2 separate regions of the Ovis aries genome follow, and region 2 is linked to region 1. Evidence: chromatin contacts called from public Hi-C data. All regions are on one chromosome and are shown on one strand. Each heading gives the region's core, a stretch centred on a gene start, on an enhancer-like site or on the middle of the called end of the contact. The rest is flanking DNA. Distances are from core to core; before and after follow the strand shown. Region 1 has its middle 180 kb from the start of TRNAR-UCG. Region 2 holds the start of PFN2 (profilin 2).

Region 1 (4,232 bases), core at 694-3,193:
GGCTGGAATATGGGAACTCTCTGTACTCTCTGCTCAGTTTTGTTGTGAAGCTAAACAAAAATGCTAATAAATAACATCTATTTTTTTAAAAAAGGAACATTGACAGAAGGATAAAAAAAACCCAAATACCTAAAAAATAAATCTAACAAAAAATGGCCAAGCCTTCTTTGTGGAAAATTAAAAAGTGTTATTGAGAGAAAATTTAAAAGACCTATATGTACATTCTTATTTATTGATGGTATATTTAATACTACAAAAATGTCAATTCTCCAGTGGCCTACAGACTTAATGCAGTCCTGTGATTCTAAATTTTATGTGTAAATATAAAGTTTTAATAACGGCTAAGACACTTGAAGATTTGATGAGAGGACTGGCTAGCTCTTCAGAATTATGAAGACATTAAAGTTCCAGTAATTAGAATAGTTTGATACTGGGGCAAGGCAGAAAATGGAACAGAATAGGTCATTCTAAAACATAAACAGAAATGAACATTCGACAAAGGTGCTACTGTAGAAAAGTGGAATGAGCATGGCCTTTCCAATAAACAGACCTAAGACAGTTGGATACCTTCCTCAAAGAAAAGACTCAAGTACTGCTGCCTACCAACAAAACATCCGTTTCAGGAAATTGCAAACCTAAACGCAAAAGACAAAACAATAAAGGTTTTGAAAGATAACATAAGACGATGTCTTCTTGTCATCAGGGTAGGAGAATATTTTAAAAAGAAGACACAGAAAACATAAAAGAAAAGATTTTTAAATTATATTCCATTAAAATTAAGAACCTCTGTTTATCCAGAGGCACCAAGAGCATGAGAAAGCAAACCATGAGAGGGGAATACATATCAGCGTACATAACTAACAAAAATTTCTTAATCAGAATAGCCAAAAGACCAGTAAAAATAATTTTTTAAAAAGACCACAAAAAATGGCCAATAGACCTGAACAGGTAACTCACAAAGGATATCCAAATAGGAAAATATATATATATGAAATATATATACATATATATGGAATATATATACACATATATATATGTGTGTGTGTATGGAAAGTGCTTAATTTCACTTCTAATTAGAAAAATGCCAATTCAAACACCATGAGGTATCAGGATCATACCCATCAGAATGACAAAAATGAGAATGACTGATATTTTGGAGATTGTAGGGCACAAAGGGAATCCTATAGTGAGAGCAAACATTGTTATATTCCACTTTAGATACAGTTTGTCATTATTTACTAAGGTTGAAAATATGCAAACGCTATGACCCATCAATTACAAATACCAGTAATGCATCCCAGAGTCCTATACACAAGACCCAGTGTATGAGTCTCCCCAGATTTCTCTGGATCCCATCAACCACCAGATCTTGATTTTTATAATAGATGAGTTTGCATGTAGCAGCGAGGTCTGCCCTTCAAGGAGGAAACACTGATAAGCAAGAACGTAAGACAATTTGACTTCCCCAGTGCCTCAGCAGGTAAAGACTCTCCCTGAAGTTCAGGAGACACAGGAGACGCTGGTTCAACCCCTGCGTAGGGAAGATAACCTGAAGACGGAAATGGCAACCCACTCCAGTATTCTTGCCTGAAAAACTCCATGGACAGATGGCAGGCTATCGTCCAAAGGATTGCAGAGTCGGACACGACTGAGCGACTAAACATTTAAGACAATTTTGTCTTCTTTCTGTTCCTGGGTCCATCCCCAGCCAAGAGTGAAGTCCGGCTTCTTGTTTATGATAAACTCCCACAATGCAAAAGTGTCAGACACAACTGAGCGTGCACGCGTGCACACACACACACACACACACACACACACACACACCCCAGCAGCTCTGGCCTTTTTTGGTACCATTTTCTTGCCAGAAGACAGGGTATGTTTGTTCCCCTAATCAGCCGATCAGAATGCCTCTAGCCCTGTTTTGTAACAACACTAGATGGAGCTCCTTCTTTTTGTTGCCCTTGACTCTGGCAGGCTGGCCCCGGGCGCAGCAGTTTCTGAGAACCAGAGTTGGCGCCCTTGCTCTGCCCCCTTCTCCAAATGGGAAGTCTGCCCCCCGGGGGAGAGGGGAACACACCCTTCCCTCCAAATAGCTAAGGAGCTTAAGAGGTCTTCCAGTTAGCTTTAGTCTTCTATCTACAGACAAGTGTGGGATCAAATCATTTCAAACCCGCAATTCACTGCCTTTTCCTGAGGGGCCAAGGGAAGCGCATCCATGGAAGCCCTTTTAGCGACAACCTTGATTTCAACCTCTGAGGAGCAACTATCTCCCTATGGCGTACAAAGAAGGGCTCAAGTCATGTTGATTGTCCGTTGAAAAAGAACATTGCCTCCTTGAGAAGAGGGAGTGAATAAAGCTCCAGAAATGAATTCAGGATTGGGCTTTAAGCCACATGAACTATGGTCACTCTGCCCCTGGGAAACCCAGCTCTCCATTTTTTCAGATGTTTGTAAATCCCGATGGGAATAGTCTGCTTCAACATCTCCTCTGCAAAGTGATGGTCTGTTCTCAAGTAGTGCCCCCATTCATCATCACATCCCCTGCGTTTTTATTTTTCCTCATTTATTTGGTCAGTTATGTACTGTAGGTCACTCCACCAGACTGTGAGTTCTCAGAGACCTTGTCTGGTCTGTTTAAGGTGTTGTCCTCCTGTCCTAGAACAGTGCCCAGCAGATATTAAGTGCTCAGGCTATGTAGGGTGGATGGCCATCTAGGATTCCAAACTCAACTGAATCAGTTTTGTCTACAGGTCATCTTCCACCTTGCACAATATAGTCCCTGTCTCACAGTTTGCCAACTTATTTGTGTCCTTCTGAGTGCCCCCCAAAAACCTCCCATGGAAGGGGTCTTTGGTGTGAAAGTCTTCACTAAAAATATGGGAAGAGAGAGGGGCTTGCATAGAAGTGACCAGATCATTGAACGCTGAATAGGAGTGCTTCATGGCTATAACCTTTTCATCTCCCTCCCATAATAAAATATCCCTAACACTCCACCTCACAGACATTTCTGACATCTCAGGACTTTGCTGTCTCTCCTCCCCTTCTCACCTCTCTTACTTTTTTCACTTCTCTTTCTCACACTTTCATGCAGAGTAACTCAGATCAGCTCTTCCCTAGCAACTTATCACAAACTGAACTCTAAACCCAGCTTTGCCCACCTAAGACCCATCAACATACTAACCAAACTGAAGAATCACCTCCCTTGGCAAACCCAAAGGTCCAAGATGTGACAGTGTTTTCTTAGGGTGCCTGTATGATGCTTAGCCACTTCAGTCATGTCCGACTCTTTGTGACCCCATGGATTGTAGCCCACCAGGCTCCTCTGTCCATAGGATTCTCCAGGAAAAAATACTGGAGTGTGTTGCCATGCTCTCCTCCAGGGGATCTTCCCAACCCAGGGACTGAACCCACACCCCTGTGTCTCCCGCATTAGCAGGTGAGTTCTTTAACACTAACACCACCTGGGAAGCCCTTTCTTATGCTAGCACTGCCCTTTTCTTTACAACTAAGATTTTCACCTGTTTATCTGTTTCTGTTCCTTTACCTTCTCTTTTTCCACAAAAAGTTAGGTTAAGATAGCCAGTATCCTTCCTATCCTCCAACATTTTTGTCTAGAATAAAAGTGGTTTAAAAGATGACAGGTGGAGGGAATTTTCTGATGGTCCCACGATTTTGACTCCCACTTTCACTACAGAGGACAAGGCTTCAAACCCTGGCTGGGGAACTAAACTCCTACAAGCCATGGGAGGGGAGGGGCAGAAAACCAAAAGAGAGAGAGAGAAAAAGATGGAGCCGGTAAGAAGATAAATAAATCCTCTAAGTCCTGAAGCCTAGGATGGCAGTGGGGAGGAGAGGGAATCTTCCCTTTGCATGATTTTGGTGATTGCCTAAAGAGACACGAGGAGCTGTCGTATTTATCAGTCCTTGGTCTTTTACGTATAGAGGAGATGAGTTCAAAGAAGTTATCACCTTGATTCTTGAATTGCCTCTGCTCCCCATAGGCTTCTTCTGACCTTTTATATGTGTGAAGTAAAACTAGTTCCTGAAACAGATCAATTCTGAAATCTCAGAGACTTCAAACAACAGAGTTTCTTTCCCATTTCCACTGAAGTCCAATGCAGGTTGAGGCTTCTAGGTGATCATTCAGAGGCCCTTACCTCATGGCTTCTTCTTCGTCTTCATCTCCTTTTTCTTTGTTGTTCAGTCGCTCAGTTGTGTCCGACTCTTTGCGA
Region 2 (4,232 bases), core at 713-3,212, 230 kb after region 1:
TTAAAAACTTCAAATAAAACTTCATTGTAGATTAACAAATAAGTCAATTTCAACTTCAAACTATCATTTTATTTTTCTTTTTTCGTTACCTTTGTTTACTGTTTAAGTTTACTGAATTACAACCTGTATAAAGAGCACAAATAAGTGTACAGCTTAATGAATTCTTACATTGGCACTGTGCTACCAGCACAGTGTATCATTAACTTTGAGGCTGATAAACTGGTAAAACTGAAGGGTTAAAACCATCAACAACCACCACACACACACAAAAAGTAGTAAACAAGAATGAGTCAGTGTAACTAAATCAGGTGGGCGGCACATTTGCAAAAATGAAACAAGTTTGGCGCACATTTTACAGCACATAGGTTCTATGTATCATCAGAACCTGAGAGAATACATTATCTCAGTCTGATAGGAGCCTGACTTGGGAGTTCCTTACTGTGATTTCCCCTCCTTGCCGCTAAGAATTGTACATTTCAAAGCAAACATCAGAAAAAATACAAAACGTCAGAAGCAATTAGATTACGTAGCAACGTTTTTATCTTCTTTCCTGAGCAACATCTGTGGAATCCTCCTTGTCACTAATTGTGACCTTACATGATAACTTTAAAATTGAAAATCAACTTTTTCAAAAACGCTTTGAGACGCTCTCTTCCCTTCACTGACAGATCGTTTAGTTCATTTAAAATCGAAATTGTGGGAAGTCTCCTAATCCTTTGCATAGTCATAACGCCCAGCGGTTACTAAAGACCACGCAATATTCACAGGGACTCTACCCATGTTTTACCACCTAAATACAAGCCATTCTCCGATCTGGGTCCCGAAATTAGTTTAGCTTTTGAGAGTAGAAATACTAACATGTTCATACAACGAACCCGTTCTTAGATTTTTAAATTCTTTATATATTCAGATTTCTTCGACCCACCAGTAATATTCCGTTACCAACCAATAGTTTTACATTGCTAGCTATTTGTTTCCTTCGGAATTTACGAGCAATTTAGCCGCTTTAAGACAGGGGAAGAGAGGATCTTCCTATCAAGGAACCCACACAATGAGAGGCCTTTGGTACCCAAATGAAGCAACAATGAAAGACCAGCAAAGCTCAGAAATGTTCCTGAAAGCCAAGAATGCCACTCTGATTTCAGATTGCTGGAGTGCGCCCGCCTGGTAGCCTTTGTGGCCGAGAGGTCCAGAGAAGAGGGTCCCACTGAGGATGCCTAAGATGACAGTGGCCGACTCTGCTACCCGCCCGCCGGGACCACAAAGAGGAGTTAACGCTCCGCATCCCGTCACCAGGGCAACTCTGCAATCCGACACCGAGGCGCAAGATTCCGCATCCCGAGCCGCCGGCCGCAGGACCGAGGCGTTTCACAGCCCGGACGCGGGGACTCCGAGGCTCCCCAGACGCCGCCGTCCCAGGGGTACTGAGTGCAACTCGAGAGACGCCCTCTCCGTAGGCCCGGGGTCCGAGGCTCAGCCACCCTCAACCACCCGCCTCACTCAGACCTCGCCGGCCGCACGTGGCGCCGTGATTGCCCCGGGCAGTATCCCTCCGCGGCCGCGCCCCCGCTCAGTCTCCCCCTCCCTTCTCGGGACCCTCAGAGTCAGGGCGCCGCGGAAGGATCGCACGCACGCGCGCGCGCACGCCCCGCCGGAACGGCGGAGAGCTAAGGGAGCCACAGTGAGGAGTAGTCTCCAGCGCCGTCGCCGGCACTGCCGCTCCGCAGCCTGCCGCCGCTAGTTAATCAGCCCCGCGGTCGCGGGCGGGAGGGCGGCCGGGCCGGGCGCGCTCCGCGGCTTGTCCCTCACCGCCGTCCCCGCGTCCTCCCTCCGCAGCTCCTCGGGGAGGGGGGCGGTCGGTGCTTGCGCAGAGCCGCCTCCTCTCCGCCCCCGCCCCGCCTCCCCCCGCGCCGCCGCCGCCCGCGACCGCCGCCGTCGCCGCCGCTGCGCCTGCTGCTCCTTGCCGTCCCCGCTGCAGTGCGAAGGGCTCGAAGATGGCCGGTTGGCAGAGCTACGTGGATAACCTGATGTGCGATGGCTGCTGCCAGGAGGCCGCCATTGTCGGCTACTGCGACGCCAAATACGTCTGGGCAGCCACGGCCGGGGGCGTCTTCCAGAGCATTACGGTGAGGACCGGCGGGGACCTGGGTACCCGGCCCCGGACCCATGCGGGGCCGGCCGTGGGGGCGCCGCAGCGCGGGGCCGGACTCGGGCAGGGCCGCGCCGGCAGGTGTGAGGAGCGGCGGGCGCCGAGGATGCGGCTACCGGGCGGGCGGAGAGGCCGAGGCCCGGGGACGCCCCCTCGCAGGGGCTGCGCTGAGTGGCGGGGGCGGCGGCCGGGCTCGCCGGCGTTCCCACAGCTTGTCCGGATGAGGCTGGGGGAGGGGGTACGCACCGGTTCGTGGGTGGGGGGCCTTTTCCCTTTTCTCGCCCCCGCCCTGGGGTCCCCTGGAAGCCCTGAGGTTTGCTTTGTACATTCCCGGGTGGAAGCGGGGACCGGAGGAGCCGGGCTGGGGCGCGGGTCCTCGGGTGGTCTAGCCGCCCCTAGCTCCTCCGGTGACGGCGCGCCGCCCGCGCCGCGAGCTGTGGGAGGCGGCGGCTGCCCGGCCCCCAGGATCCTCGCGGCCACTTGGCGTAGATTTGCCGGTGTCCAGGCCTCTTGGGCTTGCGAGAAATGAACGCAGACAACGTAGGTGGATTCGTGAATCTCTGGCTCCATAGGATTTTTTTTTTTTTTTTAATTCTCCAAGATGGCGATCTGCCATTGATTTCTTTCCTATGGAGATTCATCGATATACCGTTATCCCCAGTTACGCAACAGAGTTCTAAAAAAAGGGGGTGCTTGGGGCTTTCAATAATCTGCGAAGACCGAGGGGATGTTCAGTTCTCCAAGTCCCTCCCTCTTTAGTGATCTTCGTAAGGGAACTAATGCAGATTAATGCTTCCCGGTGCCTGATTTTCTTGTGACTTGGTGGTTTGACTCGGTTGCCACATGTTTGGGGAATAACTGTCAATAAGCCCTCCAGTGCTGCTTTATTGTTTTGCCTCTTTCTGCACAAGGGTCTAAAATGGTGACATTATATCAAATACAGGACCATTCTCTTAATTTCCTACGCTTCACGCCCCCTTCCTATCAAATGCCAAAATTCAGGCCCCTTTACTATGGGTGCTACTAATTATTCTTGTACTGCTTAACATGTTTAAGGTCTAACTGTGTAGAACTCCTGATCCAGGTACTTTCCGGCTCTCTGTTGCCGCAGTGGACTACAAATCTTACAGAGAATTGCCGTCTGGCGATCAACTTTTTTCCTGCAGTCCTCTTGTCTTTGTGTGTGAGTTCCCGCTGTTTGGCTGGGAAGATTGCGGGAGTGTGCTTGGAAATGGCTGGGGCCTGCTATGACTCTGCAGTTCTGATGGGGGCGACGCCTTCCTTCTTATTCATGGAATGTTAGAATGCACGTTTTCTCCTTTCCGGTTCTGGTCGCTACCTCAGTTTCTTTCCCACTCTCCCTCCATTTTCTCTGTTCTTTTATGGTTGCTTATTGCAGCGCTACAGACAGAATCCTCTTTGCATTTGCCCAGAAAGAAAACTGATTACTTAGGAGGGAGGGGAAGGAAAGTTGGAGAGGGAGTAGCAGCGAAAATAAAAGAGGAGGGAAATATGAATTTGGGGATGCGCTGAGATTCAGGGCTTGAAGTTCATACTAGGGGGGTATGTCAAGCTATTTGAAGCAGAGTAGATGTAACCAGATCTGCCAAGCATGGGCTTTGTTCCAGGAGACTTTCAAACAACTTTAAGTTTGATATGACAAGACTGTTACGTGATTGTGATAGGTAAGATTTTGTTGAAAGTTTCTGGGTGAATCTTTACCATTACATAAGCACTTCGGGTACCACCTGACTTGAAACAAGTTTATAAATAACTCTTAAGTTTGTAGTTTATCTAGTGTCATCTACTAACTGGAGATTCTTTGCATAGACTGGGCTTAGTTAACAGACCACTCTCTTAACTGTGAAATCTAACTGATATAAAATGTCATCCCGTTTAAGATTAAGTTATTTTTTAGAAATGACTGAAACTTGGTTTTACATTAATGAAATGTGGATGTCTTGTAGTGGTAGTACAAACTTGACACTTTTCCTGTTATACCAGGACAAGAAATTAACTAAAACTTTTTGTTTTGTTTTCTCTCTCTCTCTCTCTTTTTTTTTTTTTTTTTTTTGTGGTTGGG

What was found. A called contact is a pair of places that touch in the nucleus more often than the background predicts.
Region 2: a contact with region 1 is called in a Hi-C map of hypothalamus, with 6 times the contacts expected there. The contact joins the promoter of PFN2 here to the enhancer-like site in region 1. A contact is called at or near these places in 7 of 16 Hi-C or Micro-C datasets (hypothalamus, liver, mixed tissues and 3 more).

Annotation. Positions count from the first base shown.
Region 1 is chr1:238,699,543-238,703,774 of ARS-UI_Ramb_v3.0, forward strand. No RefSeq gene overlaps it. Among named protein-coding and RNA genes, the nearest start is that of TRNAR-UCG, 180 kb to the left of the region's middle. Within about 2 kb of position 1,944, at least 4 of the 54 cell types and tissues checked have an H3K27ac peak or open chromatin away from gene starts, as enhancers often do. A contact at or near this core is called in hypothalamus, where this site is marked.
Region 2 is chr1:238,932,547-238,936,778 of ARS-UI_Ramb_v3.0, forward strand. It overlaps PFN2 (profilin 2), which reads left to right and starts at 1,963. Exons shown (of 2, transcript XM_060394893.1): 1 at 1,963-2,126. The coding sequence starts at 1,995.